Regions from separate parts of the Mus musculus genome. Here regions 2 and 3 are each linked to region 1. A link is a contact called in public HiChIP or PLAC-seq data. All regions are on one chromosome and are shown on one strand. The core of a region is the stretch at or near the end of the contact, and the rest is flanking DNA. Distances in the headings are between cores, read along the strand shown. Region 1 has its middle 35 kb from the start of Mat2a. Region 2 holds the start of Ggcx (gamma-glutamyl carboxylase). Region 3 holds the start of Sh2d6 (SH2 domain containing 6).

Region 1 (4,909 bases), core at 2,033-4,532:
TAATAACTAATGTGTTATGTGAACCATGAATCTTTGTTTAAAAATTACACTGCACGAGGCTGAAAGATGGTCCTCAGTAAAATGCCTCCAAAAAAATTATGAACATACAAATACACCACACACACAAAAAGAAAGAAAAGAAAATGTACGTATAGGGGACATAGCTCAGTTGGTAGAGTGCTTGCCTAGCGTGTGCCAAGTGCTGGGTTGACCCTGTGGTGGTGCCTGAGAGTCCAGAAGAGGTTTTGGGATGATGGCAAGACCTCTGATTGATTGGTTGATTGATTGATTGATTGATTGATTGATTGAGACAAGGTCTGAATATGTATCCCCTAGATCAATCCTCCTGCCTCAGTCTCCTCAGTGCTGGGATCACAACTGTGCACCAACATGGTCAAGTATTTGTCGTTTTGTTTCTTTTGCAGTTTTGGGGACTGAACCCATGGCCTCAGACATGGTAGGCCAGCACTCTGTCACTGAGCCACATTCTCTATTGTTTTTGTTCGAACCAGGATCTCATCCAATAACCCAGCCTGGCTTAGAATTCAGTATGTAGCCCAAGCTGGCTTCGAACTCTCAGAAATCTTCCTCCTTCGACATCCCCACTGTTATAAACGCTAGAACAAGCCACCATGTCTGGTTAAGTTGGTTGGTTTGTTGTCAATGTTGTTATTCAGTGCTAGGGATCAAACCCAGGCCGTAGGACATGCTAAGCAAGCACTCTGGACCCTGAGCTTTAGTGAGCGTTTTTAAATGAATGGCATTATCTTTCTGTAAAAAGGAGGCAATAGCCCTCTTAGTAAGTTACGGCTGACACTAAGTGAGATGGTGACTTGTAAATGTTGATGTGGTGTTAACACGTACAAGGGACATTGCCAGCATTAGCTCTCTCTGTAGCCTATGGTTCATCCTCAGAATAGGTGCAATGTTGTCTGTAGCTGATGATGATGGTGGCCAGGACCCAGGACAAAGAAAAAGGCAGCTTTCTCAGACAGAACTCAGATTTCAGATTCTAGACAGCACTGACTCTACACTATAGTCAGCTGGTCCTGAGTCTCTGTTTGTGTTTGTTTACAGATCCCATAGCCAGGGTTTAAGATGAGGCCATCTCAGTCTGTCTTGAGACTCTTCCAACTAATGCCCCAGGCTGCTTCCCACAAGCATGTAATAAATAACCATGTAATAAATGTAATAAATAACTGTGTTAATGTAACAAATAATGATGGAGTCTATTGGCTTGACTCCCAAACTGGACTGCCTTGGAGAAGGAAGAGGGAGCACAGAGGCCTGCAGTCAGAGCCAGGGTCCAGTCCACCTTCCCTGAACCCTGATGAATCTGGTCCTGGCTTCCTGCTTAGAGCTCTCAGGGCACCCGTAGAGCAGAAGGCCCTGGTCATCTGGAGAGGCTGCAATAGCCAGTGATGGAGGCTTAGCCCCTCACTTCTGCCCTAGGGCATATAACACTTTCTTCTGGAAGACAGGAACCCTGGCACGTAGAAGCTTGCTTCAAAACTATAGTGCATATCAACCCACTGCCTCAGCCACCCACTCAGGATCTGGTTGGCATCCAAACTCAGCCCTGGTATTCCAGTGTGAGAGGCCTTCATTGAGTGGGCATGGAATGCTGGCAAGAGGCACAGACATTAGAAATTAGGAGCTGGGGCTAATTAAACTGCCATCACTGCTTGCCAAACACTTCTATAAAAAACATTTCTATCTACCTTTCACTTAGCCCCGGCCTGGGCAATGCTGGCCTCTGGCGCAGCTCTTCTCACTAGCTTTAACTGGGAACTTGCACCTGTCTGGCATTTTGTGTGTGTGTGTGTGTGTGTGTGTGTGTGTGTGTGTGTGTGTGTGCCAGAGGGAATCCTTGATCCTTGGGTTTCAATCTCAGTAATGACCTTTACTTTCTTTAAAACCAGACCAGAAGGCTAGACTTGCTGGCCAGGGAGCCCCTGGGGGGCCTCCTGTTTCTGCCTCCCAGCACTGGGGCTACAAGTGTGTGCGGATATGACCAGCATTTTTATGCATTTTCTGGGGATCAATCTCAGGTTCTCACTCCTTTTTTTGTTGTTTTTGTTTTTTTCAAGACAGGGTTTCTCTGTGTAGCCCTGGCTGTCCTGGAACTCACTCTGTAGACCAGGCTGGCCTCGAACTCAGAAATCCACCTGCCTCTGCCTCCCGTGTGCTGGGATTAAAGGTGTGCGCCACCACGCCCAGCCAAGGTTCTCACTCTTGCAAGGCAGGAAATGTACCTACTCTTTCTCCAACTCCGGTGAAATCGGTGTTGTATGGCCATTGGTGCAGCAGTGTATGGAGGACTTCTTGTGGTAGTTGTTTTGTGTTCAGATTTGCAGGCTCCGCATACTTGGTGAGCTTGGCACATGGGCTCTTTCTCTTTATCCTGGGAATGGGAGGTCACTGTGTGTCCTGTCTTTCTGAATGGATTCCGGAGCAGGTGCTTAGGGTCCGGGTATCATAGGCTGCCCACACTACTGCTAAGTATTTTCTGGAACCCCGTTGGCTACCACCCCCAGCCCCTTTGCTCGCAGAGGTCACTGTGGCCTTAAGAGTCAAGAGAAAAGGCAAATGCGTGGATTAGACACCTGGACACACACTGAAGGCCTGCCTTGGACTCTTCAGCCTCCATACCAAGTTGCTCACAGGTTCATTTCCTTGTGCTTAGTTTGTCACACTTCTAGAACATAGCTCCTCGTGACCTCTGTATACCTCTTCACCCAGATTGCTCCATGCCTCTCCTCCTCGTTCCCGCTTTGTCTTGCATCTGAACCATTCCTCCCCCCCCGAGATCTTAGCTGTGTTCACTATTCCTGTAAGCCCCCCCCCCCCCCAGCATTCCACACCCCTTGCTTTGTCCTTGGCATTTCTTACCATCCACTATATTTCTCTCATCCACAGCTGGTCTCCCCACAAACCTCTCTAAGTAGCTTTTCTGGCTCATTCTCAGCTGTGTCATTGGCCCAGTTATGATACATGATACAGCACGGTCTCTGTGATCTCTGTGAGGCGGCTCCAGGAGTGAATGAGGTAGATCCGTGAGCTGATAAGGTTTTCACTATGGGTGACGCTAGGCAGCTAAGTGGCTTGGGTTGATCCTCTTCCCTTCTGTCCCTGACTCATGTGTCTGTCCAATAAAGCAGGCACATGAGATGCTGTGTAAGCTGCTTTCCAGCAGTAATAATTGATGAGTCCAGGCCATATCCACTTACCACTGCAGAGAGGCCCAAAAAGGCGAGAAGGGAAGGGCAGGGAGGCAGGAAGCAGCTGCCAGGATGACTAATCGGGATCTCAAGTCATCCTCCTCTCGTGCCAATCCTCACAGGCCTCAGCAAGGCTTGGGATTGCTAGCTTTTGAGAGTCACATGGCTTCCTGGCCTGACTTGTCCCTAAATGACCACGGATTGTACTTCAAAAAGTAAATCCATGTGTGACAGTGGTGACGGGGAGGGGGCGGGGCAGGGGTGGGGCTGGAAGGAGGAGCAGAGCTAGAGAAGCACTAACTATGCACATGGTTTACAAAACCAGACTTGTACTTGCCTGGGCCTTCTCATCAGTAGGCCTGGTGCTGGGTGGGAGTGGTGAAACACTGTCAGGGCCTCCTCTGACTCCGGTGCTGACCTGTCAGCCCAATGCCCCTGCTCCCCTTAAACTCCCGCTCTCCTTGTCTTCAATCTCCTGACCCCAGCTCTATCTATGTCGGTATTAGGTTCTTATGTAAAGCTTGCCTCGTGGGGCTGGAGAGATGGCTCAGAGGTTAAGAGCACTGACTGCCCTTCCAGAGGACTACAGTTCAATTCCCGGCACCCACAACTGTCTGTAACTCCAGTTCCAGAGGGTCTGACACTCTCACACATGCAGTTAAAATACCAATGCACATAAAATCAAAAGAAATGAATCTTTAAAATCATGTTATCTAAGTGGGCCAGCCTCCTTGAGGCCTTCTTGATGACGGCCAGACTCATGTGAACAAAAGAAAGCATCCTGAAATGGACGGTTTCATTACCACGGAGCCGAATTCTCATTCCTAAAAACAGTCACTCTACTTTCTATTGACACATCTATGCCTGCATGTCTATATGTACCTATTTGCATACAGGTGCCAATGGAGGCCAGAAATTACAAAAGATCTCCTGGAACTGGATTTACTGGGAACTATGAACCACTGATGTGTGTGCTGGGAATTTAACCTGCATCCTGTTTAAAAGCAGCAAGTGTTCCTAACTGCTGAGCCATCTCTCTAGTCCTCTCAAATGGTAATTCTAATGTTCAGTGTTTAGAGCGTGCCTTACTGTGGCTGCACTGTTTTACATTCCCACTGACCCACTAACCTACTTTTGCTTATATATTTTACTTAGTGATGTCCCAACCCTCACTTGGATGTCAGCTCCATGAGATGGGAGTTTACTTCTGAACACTTAGATGCTTGCACATGGTAACAGAGCAGTAAGGATTTAATGATGAGCTAGCTCAGTGCTTTTGACCTCAGTTTTGCATCATCCTGAACCCTTCAAGCCCAGCTTCAGACCCTCATAGCCTTTCTTGGCCCCTATCATGAGAATGTTCCCCCCTTTATGCTTTGCAATCTGGTTATCTGTGTGCTTGGAAGCATCTGAAAGATTAATTTCCTTAACACTAGAAGCTTTTTTTTAAAAAAAAGATTTATTTATTATTATATGTAAGTACACTGTAGCTGACTTCAGACACACCAGAAGAGGGCATCAGATCTCATTACGGGTGGTTGTGAGCCACCATGTGGTTACTGGGATTTGAACTCAGGACCTCTGGAAGAGCAGTCAGTGCTCTTAACCCCTGAGCCATCTCTCCAGTCCCCACTGGAAGCTTTTAAATCCTGTGTGTGTGTGTGTGTGTGTGTGTGTGTGTGTGTGTG
Region 2 (4,909 bases), core at 1,147-3,646, 59 kb after region 1:
CTTTCTAACATTTTTTTTTTTAACCTCCTGACATACCCAGGAAGGTAGTGGTATTTGCTCAACACACCAAGACAAATAAGGGACACTCAGGTCTGGAAAGCCACTTAGGTTCAGGCAGGGTTTCTCAATCCCGGGAGAAGCTGCAGTAGCCAGTCTGGTTAATTATCTATAGGGATATTTACCCGTTTGTTACAAGACATCAAGTGTATCCTGGTACCAGCACAAATCCCAGCAACCACCTATCTCTCTTCTCTGAAAGTTCTGACAACTAAAAAGGTCTCCAGGTTGCAAAATGGCCCCCAGCTAGAAACTGCTGGACTTAAAGGCACATCTTGGCACATCTGTAACCCTGTGAGTTGTCACCCTGGCTATTTCTCTGAATTGCTTAGTGTAACTTCTGAGTAGCTTCACGACATGAACAAAATGTCTCTCCTGTCAGGTGTCATGGTGTTTGTAATCCCAGCACTTGAGAAACAAGAGGAGCACTTAAGAGGCCAGACAAACCTGGTCTATGTAATGAGACTATTTCAAAAGCCAAAAAGAGCCGGGGAGATTACTCCATTGGTAAAAAAAATCAAAGTCCTTGTTGCAAGCGTGAGAGGCTGAGTTCAGGTCACTAGCACTCATGTCCAAAGCCTGCCTGGCATGGTAGCTACCGATCTCAGTGGCTGAGAAACAGGCTGACCCCTGGGGCTTGCTGGCCAGCCAGTCTACCTCAACTGGTGAGCTCTAGGTTCAGGAGAGAGAAACCCCACCTCAAAAACTACGATGGACAGTGGCTGAGGAAGACAGCTGACACCGACCTCTGGCCTAAACTCACCACATGCAAGCATGCTCTTGCATGCACACAGGCATGCAGCTGTTCCTCTACTCCATGTGTCCAAAGCATTTCTAAACACTAAACCCTAACTGCAGATGACAAGGCCAGATAATTCCAAACTTCCAAAGAATTCTTCCATTATTCCAATACCTTCAGCTCTAAGGAGAAGAGATGGGCAACTAGGCTGGAGAGAATGGCTCAGCAGTTATGAGAATGCAAATAATCTTCTTTTTATTTTTCTTTTTAAAAAAGATTTATTTATCTTATATATATGAGTACACCGTAGTTACCTTCAGACACACCAAGAGGGCATCGGATCCCATTACAGATGGTTGTGAGCCACCATGTGGTTGCTGGGAATTGAACTCAAGACTTCTGGAAGAGCAGTCAATGCTCTCTTAACCTCTGAGCCATCTCTCCAGCCTGCAACTGATCTTCCAAAGGAACAGAGTTCAGTCCCCATCACCCATATCAGGCAGCAACTACCTTTAACTCCAGCTCCAAGGGGTCCAACTCCCTCTTCTGGCTTCTACAAGCAAGCACACGCCTGGCCTACAATCACACAGACACTGCCCTGGTTAATCTTCGTCACCTAAAAACAAGCTAGAGGACCTCAACTAAGGAAATACCTCGAAGAAATTGGCCCGTAAGCATTTATGTGAGAGGGCACAGCCTACTGTGGATGGTGCCACCCTGGGCAGGTGATCCCTACTGGTAGAAGAAAGCAGGTTGAACAAACCACGAGGAGCCAGCCAGCATCTACAAGGTTCCTCCATGGCCTCTTCTTCAGTTCTGGTCTCCAGATTCCTGCCCTGACTTCTCTCCGAGATGGACTACAACTGTAAGCTGAAATGAACTCATGCTTTTCCAGGTTGCTTTTCATCATGGTGTTTTTATCAGAGTAATAGAAAGCAAACTAACACATACATACATACACATAAACAAAATAATGATAAATCTTAAAAAGAAATAAGATGACATTTTCCCACCACTACCACCACCACCTCAACCAAAATGTCCCCATCCAGAAAATGGACTTACCAAAGAGAAAACGAAAGACAGCCAGGTTTGCAGGGTCCGTTGGTTTGTTAAGCAGGGTCACGACACTCTGCCAGCTAGATAAATCTGTCCATTCAAACCCTAAAATTTTCTCCATTCGGCTGCCCTGTTTCAGTCCTGATGTCTGTGCAGACTTGTTTTTCTGTACTTTATCTACAAACCAAGACCTGGGGTCAAAAAGTGCGTGGGAAAACCGCAGTCCCTACAGTCTAGGACCTCCACCCACTGGGTTCTTCCACTGATCCAGCTCCTGCAACCTTCTGAGTCTCAGGTCATCCAAGATTCTCCTACGATCTTCCAACACAGACCGCCATCTCTCTCAATAAGCCACTTCCCCACTAAGACCACCGTGCCTCTCGCCAACCCTCAGCCTACCTGAGGCGGGAGCAACCAGTGCGGAGCCGCGGTGCACAGCCATGACTGCAGGGACAGGTGAGCCTCTCTGCAGCCAGGTCGGACCCAGTGGAACCTCCAGACTTAGACTTGCTGTCTTAGGCCCCGCCTCCTCGACACGTAAGCACTCGCGCGGACGGCCGGAAAGCGCCCGCACTGTCGTGAAGGCCGGAACCCCCGGCCCCGCACTGAAGCATAGGGGGCGTGGGCTAGGAGTGTGGGCGGGGCGATCCTGAGCCGAGCCCTGAGCTCAGAGACCGGGTGGGTATGAGGACCTTTGGGGATGGGCAGCGCAGGCGCTTGCTAAATCTAACTTTGGCATTGAGAGGAAGGAGTGACAGTTTTCAGAACAAGTGTCTCTCTCTATACTACTAGCTATCCCATCACATACTTGAACTTCAATCTCGACGCCTGCTTTGCTGTTTTTAGATTGGATCTCTTTTTGTAGTTTTCTCGCTTATGTAAACCAGACTGGCCTCAAATTCACCTGCTTCTGCTTTTGGAGTGCTGGAATAAAAACACTCACCACCATGCCTGCTTTTGAGACCGAACTAGCCTCGAACTCCCAGCAATCCTTCTGCCACTCTGCCTCTGTCTCCCACATTTTAGGATTTAAAAACTAAGAATTATACTTTCCTAATTTCATTGAGTCCTTCCCGAACCCCATCAGGAGTCTCCAGGTTTGAACATCCCGTCCCTGCACCCCCTCCCAAAAAGTCGCGAGGTGCAAAAGGGTAGACTTTTCTGCAGATGTGGGTTGGGGAGTTAAAGACGCACTTGGAAGGGGCTGGGGAGATGGCTCAGCATTTAAGAGCACTGATTGCTCTTCCATTGATCCTGAGTTCAATTCCCGGCAACCACATGGTGGCTCACAACCATGTGTAATGGGATCCGAGGCCCTCTTCTGGTGTGTCTGAAGGCAGCTACAGTATACTTATATACATAAAATAAATAATTTTTTAAAAGATTTATTTATTTATTATATGTAACTACACTGTAGCTGTCTTCAGACACTCCAGAAGAGGGCGCCAGATCTTGTTACGGATGGTTGTGAGCCACCATGTGGTTGCCGGGAATTGAACTCAGGACCTTTAGAAGAGCAGTCAGTACTCTTAACCCCTGAGCCATCTCTCCAGCCCAAAATAAATAATTTTTTTCCATTTTTTATTAGGTATTTAGCTCATTTACATTTCCAATGCTAAACCAAAAGTTCCCCATACCCACCCCACCCCCCAATCCCCTACCCACCCACTCCCCCTTTTTGGCCCTGGCGTTCCCCTGTACTGGGGCATATAAAGTTTGCAAGTCCAATGGGCCTCTCTTTGCAGTGATGGCCGACTAGGCCATCTTTTGATACATATGCAGCTAGAGACAAGAGCTCCGGGGTACTGCTTAGTTCATATTGTTGTTCCACCTATAGGGTTGCAGTTCCCTTTAGTTCCTTGGGTGCTTTCTCTAATTCCTCCATTGGGGGCCCTGTGGTCCATTCAATAGCTGACTGTGAGCATCCACTTCTGTGTTTGCTAGGCCCTGGCATAGTCTCACAAGAGACAGCTATATCTGGGTCCTTTCAGCAAAATCTTGCTAGTGTATGCAATGGTGTCAGCGTTTGGAAGCTGATCATGAGATGGATCTCTGGATATGGCAATCACTAGATGGTCCATCCTTTCGTCATACTTCCAAATTTTGTCTCTGCAACTCCTTCCATGGGTGTTTTGTTTCCTATTCTAAGAAGGGGCAAAGTGTCCACACTTTGGTCTTCGTTCTCTTGAGTTTAATGTGTTTAGCAAATTATATCTTATATCTTGGGTATCCTAAGTTTCTGGGCTAATATCCACTTATCAGTGAGTACATATTGTGAGAGTTCCTTTGTGATTGGGTTACCTCACTCAGGATGATGCCCTCCAGGTCCATCCATTTGCCTAGGAATTTCATAAATTCATTCTTTTTAATAGCTGAGTAGTACTCCATTGTGTAAATGTACCACATTTTCTGTATTCATTCCTCTGTTGAGGGGCATCTAGGTTCTTTCCAGCTTCTGGCTATTATAAATAAGGCTGCTATGAGCATAGTGGAGCATGTGTCCTTCTTACTGGTTGGGGCATCTTCTGGATATATGCCCAGAAGAGGTATTGCTGGATCTTCCGGTAGTACTATGTCCAGTTTTCTGAGGAACCGCCAGACTGACTTCCAGAGTGGTTGTACAAGCTTGCAATCCCACCAACAATGGAGGAGTGTTCCTCTTTCTCCACATCCTCGCCAGCATCTACTGTCACCTGAATTTTTCATCTTAGCCATTCTGACTGGTGTGAGGTGGAATCTCAGGGTTGTTTTGATTTGCATTTCCCTGATGATTAAGGATGTTGAACATTTTTTCAGGTGCTTCTCTGCCATTCGGTATTCCTCGGGTGAGAAATCTTTGTTCAGTTCTGAGCCCCATTTTTTAATGGGGTTATTTGATTTTATGGAGTCTACCTTCTTGAGTTCTTTATATATATTGGATATTAGTCCCCTGTCCGATTTGGGATAGGTAAAGATCCTTTCCCAATCTGTTGGTGGTCTTTTTGTCTTATTGACGGTGTCTTTTGCCTTGCAGAAGCTTTGCAATTTCATGAGGTCCCATTTATCGATTCTTGA
Region 3 (4,909 bases), core at 1,329-3,828, 46 kb before region 1:
AATAAAATCTCTGTTGTTTAAGCAGCTCAGTGTTGTGGTATTGTTACATCAGTGTGAGCTGACTAATAGAGTTGGTGTCTTCATTTGAAAGTGAGCGTAAAACCGGGGCTTGCCTCATAAAACTATTCTGGGAGTCCAGTGAGGAAACGATACTTGTAAGGTCTGACTGCTTTCTGTAGCATTTCTGTCTGGATGTCTGAAGCAGTGCCTTGTGAGTAGCACATGTTTATAAACCAATTGTTGTTGGTTTGGTTTTTCTTGTTGTTGTCTATTTTATTTTGTTTTGACTTTTGTGTTTGTTTCATTTTGTTTTGTTTGAGGCAGAGTTTCACTGTGGAGGTCTGTGCCTGTCCTGGAATTCAGTATGTGGTCTCATCGTCTCACTCAAAGCCTGCCTCAAACTCACAGAGATCTACCTGCCTCTGCCTCCCAAGTGCTGGGATTAAAGGTGTGTGCCACCATGCCCATTTTGATAAATAGATGTTTTATAAACGCCTCCATTAAAGAATAAACTGGTCACATGGAATCTGAGAGCCTCTGAATTTTCCCCTCACCTTTAACTTTTTGGATCTGTGATCACCACCCACTAGCAAGTGGTAGAAGGAGTAAAGGGTTGGGATGGGTGACAGCAAGGTGGCATCTGTCCATCAATGTCACCCAATACGGTTCTGAAAAGGTGATGCCAGAGAGCCACACCTGGTCCGGCTTAGGTCTTCTAGCTTGGATGAAGAACTAGAGACCACAGCTATAGAGGAGAGCGGGGCCCTGGGAGTGCCCTGGATAAAGTCCATTTTGGGTGGGAGACCACAGGCAGAGGCGGGCACCTTCCAATACTTAGAATATGTAAATAATGGGAACAATGGAGCCCTTATCCCCCAGGACATTTGTGGCAGCTCCTGGGCTCTAGAGAGGCAAAGGGGCTCCGCTCACCTACCTTGCCATGGTGAGACTTGGTTCTAGAGGATCCTTGGGCCCATATACCTGCTGAGACTCCTAGAGATCCAGGACTGTGGGCAGGGAGAGTCCCAGCTGTACTAACCACTCTGCCCCTGCTCTTTCTAGGACAGGTTCAGTGGCAGCAAGGCCCGGTGAGTGCCCCTCTTTCTCCTGCTCGCCCCTTTGTCTTCACCTACCTCCCCCTCACTGGAGCAGCTGTCTATCTCTATCCACCCGTGTGCTTCCACTCTGCCAGCCCTGTGCCCAGCATCCCTAGGGTATCATCTTATCCAGCTGTGCACCAAAGGCCACTAATTCTGCCTGCCCCCTGAGCCCACCCCAGTCTTCTCCTTCCATTGCTCTGATCTCAGGTCCAGGCTGTCACACTGGCTTCTTCAGAGAGCATTCCTAGTCATAAGTGTGAGTGGTCTAAAGTGCAATGTCACCCTGACAGCACTCAGGGTCTCTTTGGGCAGAGCTGAGTAGAGTCTGCTTACAGGTTGGGGCCACCACTCCTTCCTGCCAGAGGTGCAGGTAAGTGCACAGTGAGTCTTAGGGGCCCAGCAGACCAGGGTCCTCCACAGTTGGATCTCCCTGAGTGACTCTAGATAGCCTGTCCCACCACCTGTCCAGCAAGGCTTAGCACCTAAGCTTGGTTCTCTTACGTGTCTTGGTCAGAATCCGGGTACGGGGGTCAGGAGCCATTGATGGGTGAAACAAACACATCTGCCGAGATCCCCGTGTTTCACCACACCTGTCTTGTCTACACTGCTAAAAAGGCCCCTTTTATGGGTTCCTTTAGTTGTAGGGTTGAAATCTATAGTTAAGGGAAGACGGTTTACGATTTATCAGAGAGAGAGAGCAAAATAAACCTTTTGCTGGAAGTAGGTGGGCTGGGGTGAAGCAAAACCAGTCTATCTATCCAGATACCCAAGTTTGGAGAGAAAGTAGAGCCAACCCATCTTTCCTGTCTGGCCCAGAGACCTGGAGAAACAGGGTAAGTCGGAATGCTGAGGATGGGGGAGGGGAGGGAGGGAGGCACCAGCCACCAGGGCCTGCCATGTTCAAGCCTCCATCTTCCCTATGCCACCAGCATCCCTTTTTGAAGGCCCAGGAAGAGGGAGAAGAGGAGGATAAATATGAGCTGCCCCCCTGTGAGGTTCTGCCCGTCAGTCTGGCCCCTGCACAGTCTCTTGGCTCTAAAGACGACTCCTTGTATCTGGGTGAGGGCTGGGAGGAGGGAAGGGCTGAGAGGTTGGGTCAAGGCAAGAGGGTCCAACAAAAGGAGAATCCGGCCCGGCCTCTCTTCCTTCTGCCTGAGTTGGGGCAGAAAAGGGCCTCAGCTGGCTGCCACTGAGGCCTCTCAGCTGGGCAGAAAAGGCTAGAGAGATGGAAAGGAGTTAAAACTGTAAAGAAGGAAAATGGAGAGGAGGCAGGAGGGAGGGGTGAGGTAACTAAGGCAACGTTGACAAAGCAGGAAGCCCGACCCAGTCCCTAGGGCCTTGCGTTCCCTCCTCTGAAATCGCTGCACATCCTCCCAACCAGGGTGGGAATGCCCTGAGAGGCCACCACCACTGGCATCTCACCCCCCCACCCCCACCCCCGCTCAGTCATGTGGGGGCAGGGAAGCTGACTGTCTCCAGTTGCCATGGAGACGGAGCTGTTAAGAAGCCAATAAGTAGAGGAGACAGGAGGAGAGAGGGAGAGATGAGGGCTAGGTGGGGAGAAAGTGGGAATAGACTAGGGAGGACCTTCCTCCCTCTCCCCAGTTTACAAAGCATGGGGTCTCTTTCAGATCGTTCTGGGCCCCTGGATCCATCCAAGCCACCACTGCCCCCGCCTCAGTCTACCATGGCCAGAGGACTCCCCATAAACCCTTCCTTCCCTACCCGCCCTACCTCTGGCTACCATTTCCCGGTGAGTAAATCTTACAAACATCTCATTTGCACAACCCCTCCCGCCCCCCCACCCCCCCTCCCCGCTCCCGTTCCACCCCCAACATGCGTTTATATTCTAGATGCCAGGAAACCTCTGCCTGTGCATTACAAACCAGAGTGAAACAAACAAACAAATAAACAACAAAATAGCTCCTCCCACTTGCCTAAAGGGTCCTTTCATCCCTTCCTTAGTCACCCCTCTGCTCTGCTCCCCGCTCCAGCACAGCTCAGCAGGGCTCTCCATCCTCTGCTGGGGTTGGGGGCAAGGCTCAGCTACCTTCACCTGGGCCCTGGACCACAGGACCCATCTCTGGCCAGAGGGGTCAGCTGTCGTCATCCCAACTCCCTTCCCCGCTGTGATCTGGTGGCTATTCACTTTCGTATTTTACAGAATAAAAATAAATAAATAAGCAGGGGAAATTTCGCAGTAAGGAAAGGACCCCAACTAGAGGCAGGGGGAAGCATTGTCAGTCTCCTTTTGTAGTATTTTATGTTTGTTTTTGTTTGTTCAGTTGTGTTTTCTGGGGGAGGGGCAGTTGAGAGGGGGGGTCTCATGGAGCCCAGGCTGGCCTTAGACTCACATCTACCCTGCCTCAGCTTCAAGCATGAACAGGCTAACAATTCAGTGTTAGTGTTGAAAGCAGCACATCAGCTCTACCCCCTTGCACCCCAGCTTCCTTGTTCTTCAACTGCCTGCACTTCACACCTCCCTCTCTCCTCCCTCCTCCCTCTTCCCTCCTCCCTCATTTCCCTCTTTCCATAATGCCCACAGCTGAAGACAGCAATGAACCCACAGCCTGCAAAGCAGGGACCTGTTTTTGGAAGGCAAGGTAGAGTGTCCCCTCTCTTTCCACGGCTCCACATAGGGAGGGGAGGCCTCTCCTACACTTCTTCTCTCCTAGAATTTTGGGGTTGCCTTGAACAGGGCTTGCTGCATCCCTCCTAGCCACACCTCCTTTTTGTTTGCCAAGCCTCCAAGTCAGTCAGTACAGGTATCATTACCACCAAAGCCATGATCTGCTGTGCCCTAGAGTTTGAAAGCAGAGGCCCTGACCTCCAGGCCCTGTCTTCAGTCAGTGTGATCCCTTGGCCAGGTGAGGGGCACCCTAGAATGAAGTGGTCAAACCTAAGACCCTCCATAGTGAGACAGCTGAGTATTATCCCTCATCAACAGGCAACCTTGGGCTGTCACTCCCATTGTCTCCACTCTCCAGAGACTTGCCCCTATGGTCAGTGCCTTGAGATGTATGACCACAGGACCTTAGAATGTCAAGATAGGGGGTGGGGGGAATGGACCATTTGAACCATCCCCGAGTAAAACAGGTTACAGGAGGGTTAGCGTATTCCAGCCCAAGGTCAAACGGCTCACACGAGGCACAGTCCATCTTAGTCTCAGTTGCTGGTGAACCTCCATCACCTTGAGGATTTTTGTTTGTTTAGTTTTTGTTTTTGTTTGTGTTACCATAAAGTTATCTGGAACCAAGCCTAGCAAATTTGGTGAGAAGTTAAGCCTGGTGATATGTCAAGGCTGTAAAGAGAAAGGATGAGTGAATGAGGTGTGTTCTCCTGGGTCTCCAAAGCTAGCTCTGAGGAGCACTGTGACCAAGGATGCCTAGACCCATTCTCACTGATGTTCATGAGTGCTCTGAGGAGCACTGCGACTAAAGGTGCCCTAGCCCTCTTCCTGCTGGTGCTCATGAGTGCTCTAAGGAGCACTGTGACTAAGGGTGCCCCTTTCTCTCTGACGTTCATGAGTGCTAGTTCTCCCTTTTCCTTACAGGGCGAGGTACATCTGCTAGAATGGTGAGCTGCCTTCTTCTCTATCCTGTAATCTAGGGACTTCTCTGGAAAACTGATAGGGCTGGAATGAGCATCCGAGGGAAAGGTCTGCTGTAGAGTCATTCTCTCTTCCAAAAATATAACCCATTGGTGCCACCCAGAGCCTCCCCACTCTCTGAGCACTCCTAAAGGAGAAGTCAGTTGGGGCATGCCCTTCTTGTGTACATAAGGAGAAAGTGAGACGGCTAGAGCCACCT

Evidence for each region. HiChIP or PLAC-seq counts read pairs in DNA pulled down with a chosen protein or histone mark.
Region 2: a contact with region 1 is called in an H3K4me3 HiChIP or PLAC-seq map of bone marrow-derived macrophages, with 2.8 times the contacts expected there. The contact joins the promoter of Ggcx here to the enhancer-like site in region 1. A contact is called at or near these places in 2 of 484 Hi-C or Micro-C datasets (liver and myocytes), 8 of 115 datasets of contacts at active chromatin or transcription factors (the SCID.adh cell line, bone marrow-derived macrophages, embryonic stem cells and 3 more) and 3 of 9 other capture datasets (adipose tissue, liver and pancreatic islet).
Region 3: an H3K27ac HiChIP or PLAC-seq map of embryonic fibroblasts shows a contact between it and region 1, with 27 read pairs. The contact joins the promoter of Sh2d6 here to the enhancer-like site in region 1. A contact is called at or near these places in 3 of 39 promoter capture datasets (the 3T3-L1 cell line, neural stem cells and trophoblast stem cells), 1 of 15 datasets of contacts at CTCF or cohesin (the NIH/3T3 cell line), 26 of 484 Hi-C or Micro-C datasets (the AtT-20 cell line, the C2C12 cell line, the N1E-115 cell line and 13 more), 16 of 115 datasets of contacts at active chromatin or transcription factors (the 230-238 cell line, CD8 T cells, the SCID.adh cell line and 11 more) and 3 of 9 other capture datasets (adipose tissue, embryonic stem cells and liver).

The regions. Positions count from the first base shown.
Region 1 is chr6:72,472,109-72,477,017 of GRCm38.p6, reverse strand. No RefSeq gene overlaps it. Among named protein-coding and RNA genes, the nearest start is that of Mat2a, 35 kb to the right of the region's middle. Within about 2 kb of position 3,282, at least 135 of the 459 cell types and tissues checked have an H3K27ac peak or open chromatin away from gene starts, as enhancers often do. A contact at or near this core is called in the AtT-20 cell line, the C2C12 cell line, the N1E-115 cell line and 17 more, where this site is marked.
Region 2 is chr6:72,411,795-72,416,703 of GRCm38.p6, reverse strand. It overlaps Ggcx (gamma-glutamyl carboxylase), which reads right to left and starts at 2,396. Exons shown (of 15, transcript NM_019802.5): 1 at 2,255-2,396; 2 at 1,862-2,032. The coding sequence starts at 2,297.
Region 3 is chr6:72,517,705-72,522,613 of GRCm38.p6, reverse strand. It overlaps Sh2d6 (SH2 domain containing 6), which reads left to right and starts at 2,578. Exons shown (of 12, transcript NM_001374030.1): 1 at 2,578-2,654; 2 at 2,732-2,853; 3 at 3,646-3,703; 4 at 4,654-4,676. The coding sequence starts at 2,788.